Linked DNA regions of Mus musculus: all the other regions are linked to region 1. A link is a contact called in public Hi-C data. All regions are on one chromosome and are shown on one strand. The core of a region is the stretch at or near the end of the contact, and the rest is flanking DNA. Distances in the headings are between cores, read along the strand shown. Region 1 has its middle 22 kb from the start of Gm34611. Region 2 overlaps Etv1 (ets variant 1). Region 3 overlaps Etv1 (ets variant 1).

Region 1 (3,279 bases), core at 308-2,807:
GCACTCACTGTTTATTGATTGAATTAGTGAAAGTATCAATACTGCCTGATTTAAATGTTCATTAGAAACCCTTAGAAAGAAATGGACATGTTTTATGCCTGAAATTCTGCATCAGCAAGAACTTTAATGTTTTTATTGTGAGGATTAAATAAGTCAGATTTTGTGAGGTCACACTTAGCTCACAGATACTCATAATTAATTGAATTCTTCTCCACCCCTTCATTTCAAATCACTTATTTCTTAAACTATATATAAAACTACTGTTCTCTGGACTGTTTTTCTCATATGAAGAAGAATTGAAAAATAGTTGCAGGATTTCTTAAAATGGTTTACTTTGGTAAGAAGTAGAGTAAAATAAAACATTCATATAAACTAAGTTTAAGGCATAGCTGCCTCTCTTGATTTCATTTGTGTGTGTGTGTGTGTGTGTGTGTGTGTGTGTGTATTTGGGGTGTAGGGGTGGGGCAGGATTCTTTCGAGGTATTTGAAACCTCGGTTCTCACACTCGCAAGTGCTCTACTATTAAGCTATAGTCCAGCCCTTCTCTTACTATCTTAAGTATTGGTATCATTGCTAATATCTGTAATTAGCAGAGAACTTTGTGTATGAAATGGCATTGGTAGATCTTCTCCTCTACTTTTGTTATACATTTCAGGAGCAACAATGTTCATAATGCACGAATCTTATAACAGTAAAGCTAGTAAGATTTTAGGTTAATAGTTGTTTTCAGAAGGTAAAAAGATCTGTAGTTACATAGAGACATTCAGTAATTAAACTGTCTCTATCCCAGAGGGATTGATTCCATGAACCCAATGGATATTGAAACACACTAATTCTGAAGTCCCTTGTATAAAATAATATAACATTGCCTGCAACCATTGTGTTCCCTCAACTTACTTCAAGTCACCTTTAGACTATTTAGAAAAACTAACACAATGATGGTGCTGTATGCATAGTTTTAATATTGTATTATTTAGGCAATGGTACTAGAGAGATACTGCACATGTTCAATGTGGATACATTTTGCTTTTGGGTTGGCAGTTGGTCAGGGAGTAACACTTGTAGGAGTACAACTTGCAGATATAAAGTACTGATCATTCTTGTCATTTGAAACTCCCTGTTCAAGCCTTATTGCCACCTAGTCTCCGTTCCCATAGCAGGCACACATAGTTTGATGGCTCTGCCCTAACAAGGCTTTAAAGTAAGCCATTGGGTATGAAGCAAGTAAAAACATCCAGCGTGATGGGTTTGACAGACTCTGAACTAAGAGCTGAGCTCCTTGGTTTTGGAAGGGCCGGACCCGTTTTGGTTTCAATTTTCTAATTTGTGGTAAGGAATACCTCAAGATTTAGTCAAGGATTAAGCCTGTGGTTTAACTTCCTTCTTCCTAAGAGTATGAAGTGTTTGAGTCAAGCCACCAACCCGTATCCCTGCAGATGAAACCTATTTGCATTTCTCATGCGTGTAAGCCCAGTAAATGTGATTGCTTCCAGCTCACTGCCACAGCACCACTCTGCTGCCATTCTTTTACCAAATAACGAAGCCTCAAACAGAGGCTCCGTCTGTGTGCTAAACAGGAAGCATGACTCACGCCTGGAACCCAGAGAGCCAGCAAACTGCAGCCGTGCTCTTAACTGGCTAAAAGGTCTGTTACCATAGCTTTGTAACATATATTCTAAGTGATGGCCTTCCCGACAGGCTTTCATAGGGAGCCTGGTTGAGGGCTAAGCAGATTGTTTTCGTTCCTAACCACAGCACCCTACTGGCCCTAGTGGAAGGCTCCTCACGGAATTTGATCTTTACTCGTTTGGCATCTGTGCTTATGTATTAGAATGTTTTTCTGCTGTTGTTAAAATGTCAACAACCAACCAACAAAAATCCCACGACAAATTATACCTCACATTGGTTTAGATACTTCACTCATGTATAAGTTAATGGATTTAAGGCAATGTTTGATGAACAGGTTTGGAGTTTTGTGTTTTTTCCAATAAATTCTTTTTTCCTTGCCTGTTAGTTCCTTCGTTTTGTTACAGGAAAATAGTTTCAGCTATGCCAAAATGCCCCACTCTAGCTACTGGGTTTGCAATACAGACCTTCTACATTTATGCAACTATAGAAGAAAAATACCACACTTTATAGTATGTATGTCTCTTGAATAATCACTAATCACCAGGCCCTTTTGAATTGGTGCAAAGTGCAGGCAGACTGAACCAGGCTACTTAGCACTCTTACCTCATTCCTTGTCTCTAATCTGAGATAATGCGGTGCCATTCACCAGTCACAGAGCCCCACAGCATGGCTCTTAGTTGGTGTTAACACAGATCAAAAACACAAGGCCACTGCCACATGAAATCTAATTTAACCCCTGAATTCAGGAGGATTGTGTTGGGGACTTCAGATTCACAAAAATTGTCATGTAACTTATTTTTTTTCCTTGTTCTTGTGAACTCTGTTCACTTCTGTTTCATGGAAGATCTTTGCAACGAAACTGCTCCTTGATTTCCGGTTTGTGTATATCCTTACCCCCGTCCCCCCACCCCTTCAAAGTTCTCATCTTGTCTCTGTAACATCAGAACCAAAAATAATTCAGTTGCTTTAAATGCCATATGGAATAAATAAATGTTTCTAAACAGATCAAATTAAATTCCCTGTAAAACTTCTCAGCATTGGTTGCTCTGATTAAATATGGAAGAGGAGCAAAAGCCACAGCATTGGCGGGCTTATAAAAGAGAAATGAAAAGAATCGGAAAGCAAAAGACTAAAGTCAGTTGGTGAATTGGAAAGTGATGTAGTATTGTTATTTTTATAACTTCCCAGATTAAAATAAAAACTACGGGCTTGCAGCTGAAAATTATCCGGTCATCACAGCCTGGCAGGGTACAAGGGCACATGTGCTATGTGGTTGGAGAGAGTGGCTATTGGGAGTCCTGCACTACATATGGAAACAGCTATATTTGGAGGAAAATGCTATCAACCAAATAAAACCCAAGGAACAAATTTTGAGCCAGGAAGCACTGTGTCCCAGGTGTTGAAAGGGAATCAGAAAAAGAGGAAGAAGAGATGGCACTTTCCAGACTAGAGCTCTTTCTGTTAACTAAAATATTTCTTTTAAATATAGGAACCCAGTTTTAAAGGAAGGACAATTGCATTAGGCAGAGGGGCTGCTTCTGAGCAACGCTGTCTACCAGGGGTGAAGAAGCAGTGACTAACAGATACTGTGTTGCTAATTTTTCTGTTACCAATCACGAAAGCCAAAAAGAAGTTATTAAACATTATAAT
Region 2 (3,279 bases), core at 577-3,076, 85 kb before region 1:
CTTCATCCCATGTAGCTTCTTCAATTATAATCTTGAGCCTCTAAGATAAGACTGCAGTCTTGTTTTCTATCACTGGTTTGCCTGATATCAGAGACTGTTAGTTAAATACTGAACTGTCTTAATGCTATAGTAAGAACGAATTTAACACAGACTGTCCTGCTTCGGGCTGCCTCTGCCCTCTCCAGTCCTGACAAGGCTTCCCTAGTGATTTACTCCGGTGTGAACACAGGGCCTGTGGATTACAAATACGTTCCTATGCAGGTTCAAGTAACCAAGAGACAGACTTGCTTTCTTTCCTCGTCCAGATGGCTGGCAATACACACGTCGCACTGCTTAGGTTAGAACTGGGCCTTTTCAATTCATCCTCGAGATTGCTTAGAGTAGATCATTTTGGACATTTCTATTTTTGGTCATTTCCAGTGCAACTCTGATTATGGTTCTAGAAACTCTGGCTTTGTGTACCTGAGATGTGACACTCCCGAAGGCTCAGCTCTGCTCTCTATAAAGCATCTTTACTCAAGGCCACATTCCTTTCAGCTTAACTTCGCTCTTTCCTAACTTTTTTTTTCTTCCCAAATTCTTTTTCTTTTTTAATTAGGTATTTTCCTCATTTACATTTTCAGTGCTATCCCAAAGGTCCCCCATACCCAACTCCCCAATCCCCTACCCACCCACTCCCCCTTTTTGGCCCTGGCGTTCCCCTGTACTGGGGCATATAAAGTTTGCAAGTCCAATGGGCCTCTCTTTGCAGTGATGGCCGACTAGGCCATCTTTTGATACATATGCAGCTAAAGACAAGAGCTCCCGGGTACTGGTTAGTTCATAATGTTGTTCCACCTATAGGGTTGCAGTTCCCTTTAGCTCCTTGGGTAATTTCTCTAGCTCCTCCATTAGGGGCCGTGTGACCCATCCAATAGCTGACTGTGATCATCCACTTCTGTGTTTGCTAGGCCCCGGCATAGTCTCACAAGAGAGAGCTATAACTGGGTCCTTTCAGGGAAATCTTGCTAGTGTATGCAATGGTGTCAGCATTTGGAAGCTGATTATGGGATGGATCCCTGCATATGGCAATCACTAGATGGTCCATCCTTTCGTCACAGCTCCAAATTTTGTCTCTGTAACTCCTTCCTTTCCTAACTTTTAATATTGTTGCTGAAAGAAATGGACTTGGGGATGTTAAAGAAGGAACTATTGTTTTTTTTTGTTTTTTGTTTTTTTGTTTTTTTTTTTTTTTTTGGAAGATGTTAACTTTCTATTTGTTGCTCTAGCCTACAATGATAGTTTTCTTTTACTCAACCTGGGGTTTGTCGACAAGTAGGCGGATGTTTCAGGTGCTTCCATTGTGAAAAGTGACAGTGGTCTTTACCTAATTGATCTTATTATTATAATAGTTGTCACGGATTAGCCTCACAGTTTGACTTAGCTTCTAATGGCCCAATGTGGGTTGTGTGGCTTTTTCTCATTTGATTCTGGTTAAAGTAGTAACTCTCCCCAACCATGATCCTGGTCTGTGCTCTCAGTTTTTCTAAGAAATGCTTCAATATACTCTAAATCTACAGTTACTGTAAGTGGCCTTGGCGAGTGATTTGATTTGAGAATTGAGACTACAGTCTGGATTTACTCTTCATGCATTAACACAGGTCAAATGGACAGGGACTGCATTTTAAGTCAGTAATGGAAGGCTGAAGGCTGTCTTAAACCAATCATATCAGTTTTACCCATGACTGATTGATCCCTAGGGGCAGAGCCTTGTAAGCGTTTCTTTTCCATGAATGGACTCCATAGAGCCTGGAGTTTCATTCATAAAATGGAGACTGAAAGGAAACACACACACACACACACATGCACAAAGCCTGACTCTCTGGAATGTCATTTATAAAGAGCTGGAGGGTGTAGTGTTCCATCAGCTGTTGCTTTTGCCAGTTGACTGGAAGTAATGATTAATGTTCATTGGTCCTGCTTGTGTGTAACCTGACACCATTTATGGCTTTCCAGAGTTCCTAATGTATGGTGAATGGGAAGACAACATTCTCAAATCAGAAACATAAACAGGAACTGGTGGGTCTGAATTCCATTCAAATATGTCATCTCAGCCCCACTGTGTTTGTCTAACTTGGATTTTGCAGGCAGGAAAGGGGGAAGGGAGGGATGACATGCTCCTTAGCTGGGCTAGTTTAGAAAGGGGAACTTGACAGGGTGGAGTACACTTTTGTAGTGTGTAATTTATGCTTTCTTTTCAAACAGAACAACCAGGACACTTAGGCTTTGCGTTGCTTACGACCAGTGGCTGAAATGAACATCAACTGTTTTTATAAGTGGAGCTGAGATTTGAAATGAAATGAAACAGTTTAAAGACCACTGGGTTTGAATGTATGTGTTTAGTGAATGTGAACAAAAGAGCCAAAAGATTACCTTCTTTTCAAAACGGTGTGTGTGTGTGTGTGTGTGTGTGTGTAAAATGACCACACCTGTGCATTCCTGTGTCTGTGTGCACTCATTTGAGTGTAGGCTTTTGGATTTTAAATATTCTTATGAAATGTTTTGGAGCTCAATTATTTCCATACTCAAATGATTTAGCTAGGTAAGTGGTGGAATGGGTTTCATAACTTGAAATAAGTTTTTTTTAAAAATTGTATTGGGTTAAAGAGATACTTATTGTTTTCATTGTGTTTTTATTTATTGCTGTTAATAGTTGTTGGTAACTTTCTTAAGGACAGATAATCCAAATGAATGGGAAAATACTCAAAAAAGCCAAATAAAGTTGTCAAATGAGCAGTGCTAGGGTTGTGATTATTTAATAGATCTCTAACTTTGATTTTAACTCCTCTTTCTGTGTGAGCCTTAAGAGCTTATTGCTGTATTACTGTGATCTGCTTTTTAGTTATGTTCAGCATTAATTGTAAAATCACTCAGTTCGTGTGACATTTGAAAACACCAACTCCTGGGCCTGATATCTGTTGACCATTTGTATCATATGGAGCAAGCTTTGCGATTTCTTTTGCCTCCCAATTTACTTATTTCCAAAGGGGCCTTAGTGTATTTGTAGAGATGAAATATTGTCATGTTTAAGCAGTGCCTAACACAGTATCCAGCATAGATTAGCAGACCTGGCACCGATGAAGGATACTCAGTGGGATGATTTTTATCATGATTTCTGTAGATTTCTTCAAAGTCCTTCAACAAAGTGCCATAAACTCATACCTCAGGTTAGAGGATAACATGAAGTGTAAGAGATATTCTACTAAAGCCATCATATATGAATCCAGTATGCTGTGTCTG
Region 3 (3,279 bases), core at 410-2,909, 65 kb before region 1:
TCTGCATAATACAATTATGTTTGCTTCTTTTGCTTATCATCTATATTTGATATTTTATTTATTTAATTTAATATTCATACATAAATATAATTTATTTGGGTCAAATATACCCCTATTCCTTCTCCTTCAAATTTTAGAAAAAATTATTATATTTATTTATTTACTTATTTATTTAGTGTGTGTGTGTGTGTGTGTGTGTGTGTGTGTGTGTGTGTACCACCAGTGTATGTGTGCAAGTCAGATGATACCTTGCAGTAATCAAGCTTGACTTTCCAATCTGTGGGTCCCAGGTGTCGAATTCTGGTTGTCAGGTTTGGTGTCAAGTACCCTTGCTGAACCATCTTGAAAATTTAAAAGTTGAAATGTAATTTAAATATCTGTCTGGGCTTTATTTGACAGATCTACCTCCCTGTTTACTTCTGATATGTTCCTCCACAAAATCCCTGTGTTTTGTCACCTCACTGTTGCCTTTAGCTTTACCTAATAACCTACAGGGCTTCTTACACCACAACTGTATCACTAACCAAGGAGGGCATCATTCACTCTGTTTGTATGTCAGCTTTAACGGGGTGGAAAGTATGGAGGTAGCATGAAAGTGTTCCCTCACAGGAAACTAGAAGGAAGTAGAAAGCAGAAGTTCCTACGATATTTGATGATTTCTGCTGCATATTGTACATTTAAATTCCTCATGATGAAATCGTTCTCACTTATTACATTGCTTCTAAGTGAAGACAACCCCAACATGTCAAACGTGTCAGACAAAACAGGTGCACTCCCTAAAGCAAACAATTCTTTTTCTGTAGCCCCAAACTAAACAGAGTGGGCTATAGAAGACTCAGAGGCATGCTGAATACAGCATTTATTTTACCTTCGTTTCCTGAAAGTAGTTTGAAAAATAGGGAAGAACGGAAACAAAACTAAGATATATTCTGTATATCTCAGCTTTTGTCTGAAACTGCCTGGTTTTTACTTTGGGACTCACTTCATTACTTCATTCCGTGTGTGTGTCTGTGTGTGTGTGTCTGTGTGTGTGTGTGTGTGTGTGTGTGTGTGTGTGTGTGTGTGTGTGTGTGAATGTGTGTATGTAATGAGGTCTAAAGGAGGAGAGTTAACTAGGTGTCTCCATTTGCTTTGAACTGTGCTAGAGTTTTTCTATGCATCACAGCTGGCCTTCCAAGGAGCCCTTCCTGTTTCAATTTCACAAGACAAGGAACTGAAGAGCAGTTTAAGAAACATGTCCAGATTCATAAACATCTCTCGGGGTTGGCTCTTTCAAACCTCTAGATATCCAGATTACTTGGACTCTAATGTGGCTCCTTTTACTTAAATTCAGGGCAACAAATATTCTAACTCTGAGTCCAGAGCAGCAGACTCCTTGGCAGTCATTCCTTGTCTCCCAAACATGCACAGAGAGTTTATAAACTGTGAGCACACTGCTTCCCCATGTCACAAATCAACTAGCAAGACCTTTTGACACAGAAACAGGAGATGGTGGATTGGTTTCAGCTATCTGAAGTTGTGAGCTATGTACACACACACACACACACACACACACACACACACAGAGAGAGAGAGAGAGAGAGAGAGAGAGAGAGAGAGAGAGAGAGAGAGAGAGAGAGAGAGAACTGTCACTGTCACACTTCACACAGGGAACTGCCTTTGTTCCCCATAGATCCCCTGGGTCTTGAGTTCCTTAGCGTTGTCTATTAATGGCAGATACATCTGTCTCTCTCTTTCCATTGTTTATCAGTTTCTACAGAAGCATTACTCTTCACAACTTAAGTTTGGGGCATGTCTTTCTCTACAAATTGTGCTACATCTCCTTTATTTCAGGCGCTTGACACATTTCCTTTTCTCATTTCCTCCCTTCCCAGTGTGTATTTTAGATTCCTTTCACTTTTTTTTTACGCCTCTTACTTCAATTTGACACTTTACACACATCCTTAAGTTTCATCTAACGTATCTTGCTTTCATTTTAAAAAGTGATGTGCTCAGGATAATGTTCTTCTGCTCCATCCTTCATTTAAATAAGGCTATGTATCTTTGGGACTTTCTTAGATGGAGGGTACACAGTACCAGAGGAAGATGCAGGAAAAAGAAGCAGTGCATCCTGGGTATCAGTGATCACTACTCTACTCTTAGGAATAAAACACATTTTTTTTTCTTTTAAAACTTGAAAGTTGTAGAAATATAATAGTAAGGGAAAGATAAATCTTAAAGAGATTTTCCAAAGCATAGATGTTACCTTTAAAACAAATAACAACAAAAAAACCTTCAATGTGAATTGCTTACATTATATCATTGATTTTTCTCCCACCAATGACAGTGTAAATGCATCTTTATGTTAAAAAGGCAAAAACAACTGCTGATTTTCTTAGTTTTTCTTAGAATTAATTATTACTGTAGCTCAACATTTTGTATTTCCCTTCATTGAAGCATGGCTTATTTCACAAAGTAAGGACTCTTCCCCCATGAAGATGTGTCTATTACTTAGTTGCATAGTCTCTTCTGGCCTCCATTTCTGCTGATCTGTTAATTCATGTTTGTTTCTCTTTCCCTTACTCCTGTGGCCTTTTCTGTGATATTCTCAGGTGGCTGGAGAAAGATACGTGTACAAATTTGTGTGTGACCCGGAAGCCCTTTTCTCTATGGCCTTTCCGGATAACCAGCGCCCACTGCTGAAGACGGACATGGAACGTCACATCAACGAAGAGGACACAGTGCCTCTGTCTCACTTTGATGAGAGCATGACCTACATGCCCGAAGGGGGCTGCTGCAACCCTCACCCCTACAACGAAGGATACGTGTACTAACATGAGTAACCCGTCAAGCAAGGCACCCCGTGCTTCGCCTCTTTTTTTTTCAAGATGCAGAGAATCACCGAATTCTCTTCGATGTTTGTTTTATTTCTGTTGTTTGTACTTTATTTTTTAAATGATAATACAAAAGGGGGCTTTTCCTGTTGCATTATTCTATGGTCTGCCATGGACTGCGCACTTTATTTGCTGGTGGGCGGGAGTAATCTAGACATTCATTCTTTGTAACAGGAAGATGGCGGATGAGTGGGCAGAAGGAGCTGAGGGATTCCTTTTTGCTTAGGCTTGGAATGGAGTCCTACAGGTTTTCTGTATGATGATGCTATATCATATTTGTTCGATTTCATAATAACGTAAGATAATTTTCCCTGGGTATCTACGGTACAGTTGATTTCACGTTGTGTAAATATCTTCTTGGAGACCATTTGCCTTGGGCATTTCCCCCATCATTACTGAGTCTCTG

The links. A called contact is a pair of places that touch in the nucleus more often than the background predicts.
Region 2: a contact with region 1 is called in a Hi-C map of the N1E-115 cell line, with 4 times the contacts expected there. The contact joins two enhancer-like sites. A contact is called at or near these places in 1 of 15 datasets of contacts at CTCF or cohesin (the NIH/3T3 cell line), 4 of 484 Hi-C or Micro-C datasets (the N1E-115 cell line, bone marrow-derived macrophages, nephron progenitors and 1 more), 1 of 115 datasets of contacts at active chromatin or transcription factors (bone marrow-derived macrophages) and 1 of 9 other capture datasets (pancreatic islet).
Region 3: a Hi-C map of bone marrow-derived macrophages shows a contact between it and region 1, with 2.6 times the contacts expected there. The contact joins two enhancer-like sites. A contact is called at or near these places in 1 of 15 datasets of contacts at CTCF or cohesin (the NIH/3T3 cell line), 5 of 484 Hi-C or Micro-C datasets (the HPC-5 cell line, bone marrow-derived macrophages, embryonic stem cells and 2 more) and 2 of 115 datasets of contacts at active chromatin or transcription factors (the 230-238 cell line and bone marrow-derived macrophages).

The regions. Positions count from the first base shown.
Region 1 is chr12:38,927,599-38,930,877 of GRCm38.p6, forward strand. No RefSeq gene overlaps it. Among named protein-coding and RNA genes, the nearest start is that of Gm34611, 22 kb to the left of the region's middle. Within about 2 kb of position 1,558, at least 184 of the 459 cell types and tissues checked have an H3K27ac peak or open chromatin away from gene starts, as enhancers often do. A contact at or near this core is called in the HPC-5 cell line, the N1E-115 cell line, the NIH/3T3 cell line and 3 more, where this site is marked.
Region 2 is chr12:38,842,050-38,845,328 of GRCm38.p6, forward strand. All of the region lies in intron 8 of Etv1 (ets variant 1), which reads left to right. Among named protein-coding and RNA genes, the nearest start is that of Gm34611, 63 kb to the right of the region's middle. Within about 2 kb of position 1,827, at least 71 of the 459 cell types and tissues checked have an H3K27ac peak or open chromatin away from gene starts, as enhancers often do. A contact at or near this core is called in the N1E-115 cell line, the NIH/3T3 cell line, bone marrow-derived macrophages and 1 more, where this site is marked.
Region 3 is chr12:38,862,957-38,866,235 of GRCm38.p6, forward strand. Etv1 (ets variant 1) reads left to right here. Exons shown (of 13, transcript NM_007960.5): 13 at 2,592-3,279. The coding sequence ends at 2,813. Among named protein-coding and RNA genes, the nearest start is that of Gm34611, 42 kb to the right of the region's middle. Within about 2 kb of position 1,660, at least 40 of the 459 cell types and tissues checked have an H3K27ac peak or open chromatin away from gene starts, as enhancers often do. A contact at or near this core is called in the HPC-5 cell line, bone marrow-derived macrophages and macrophages, where this site is marked.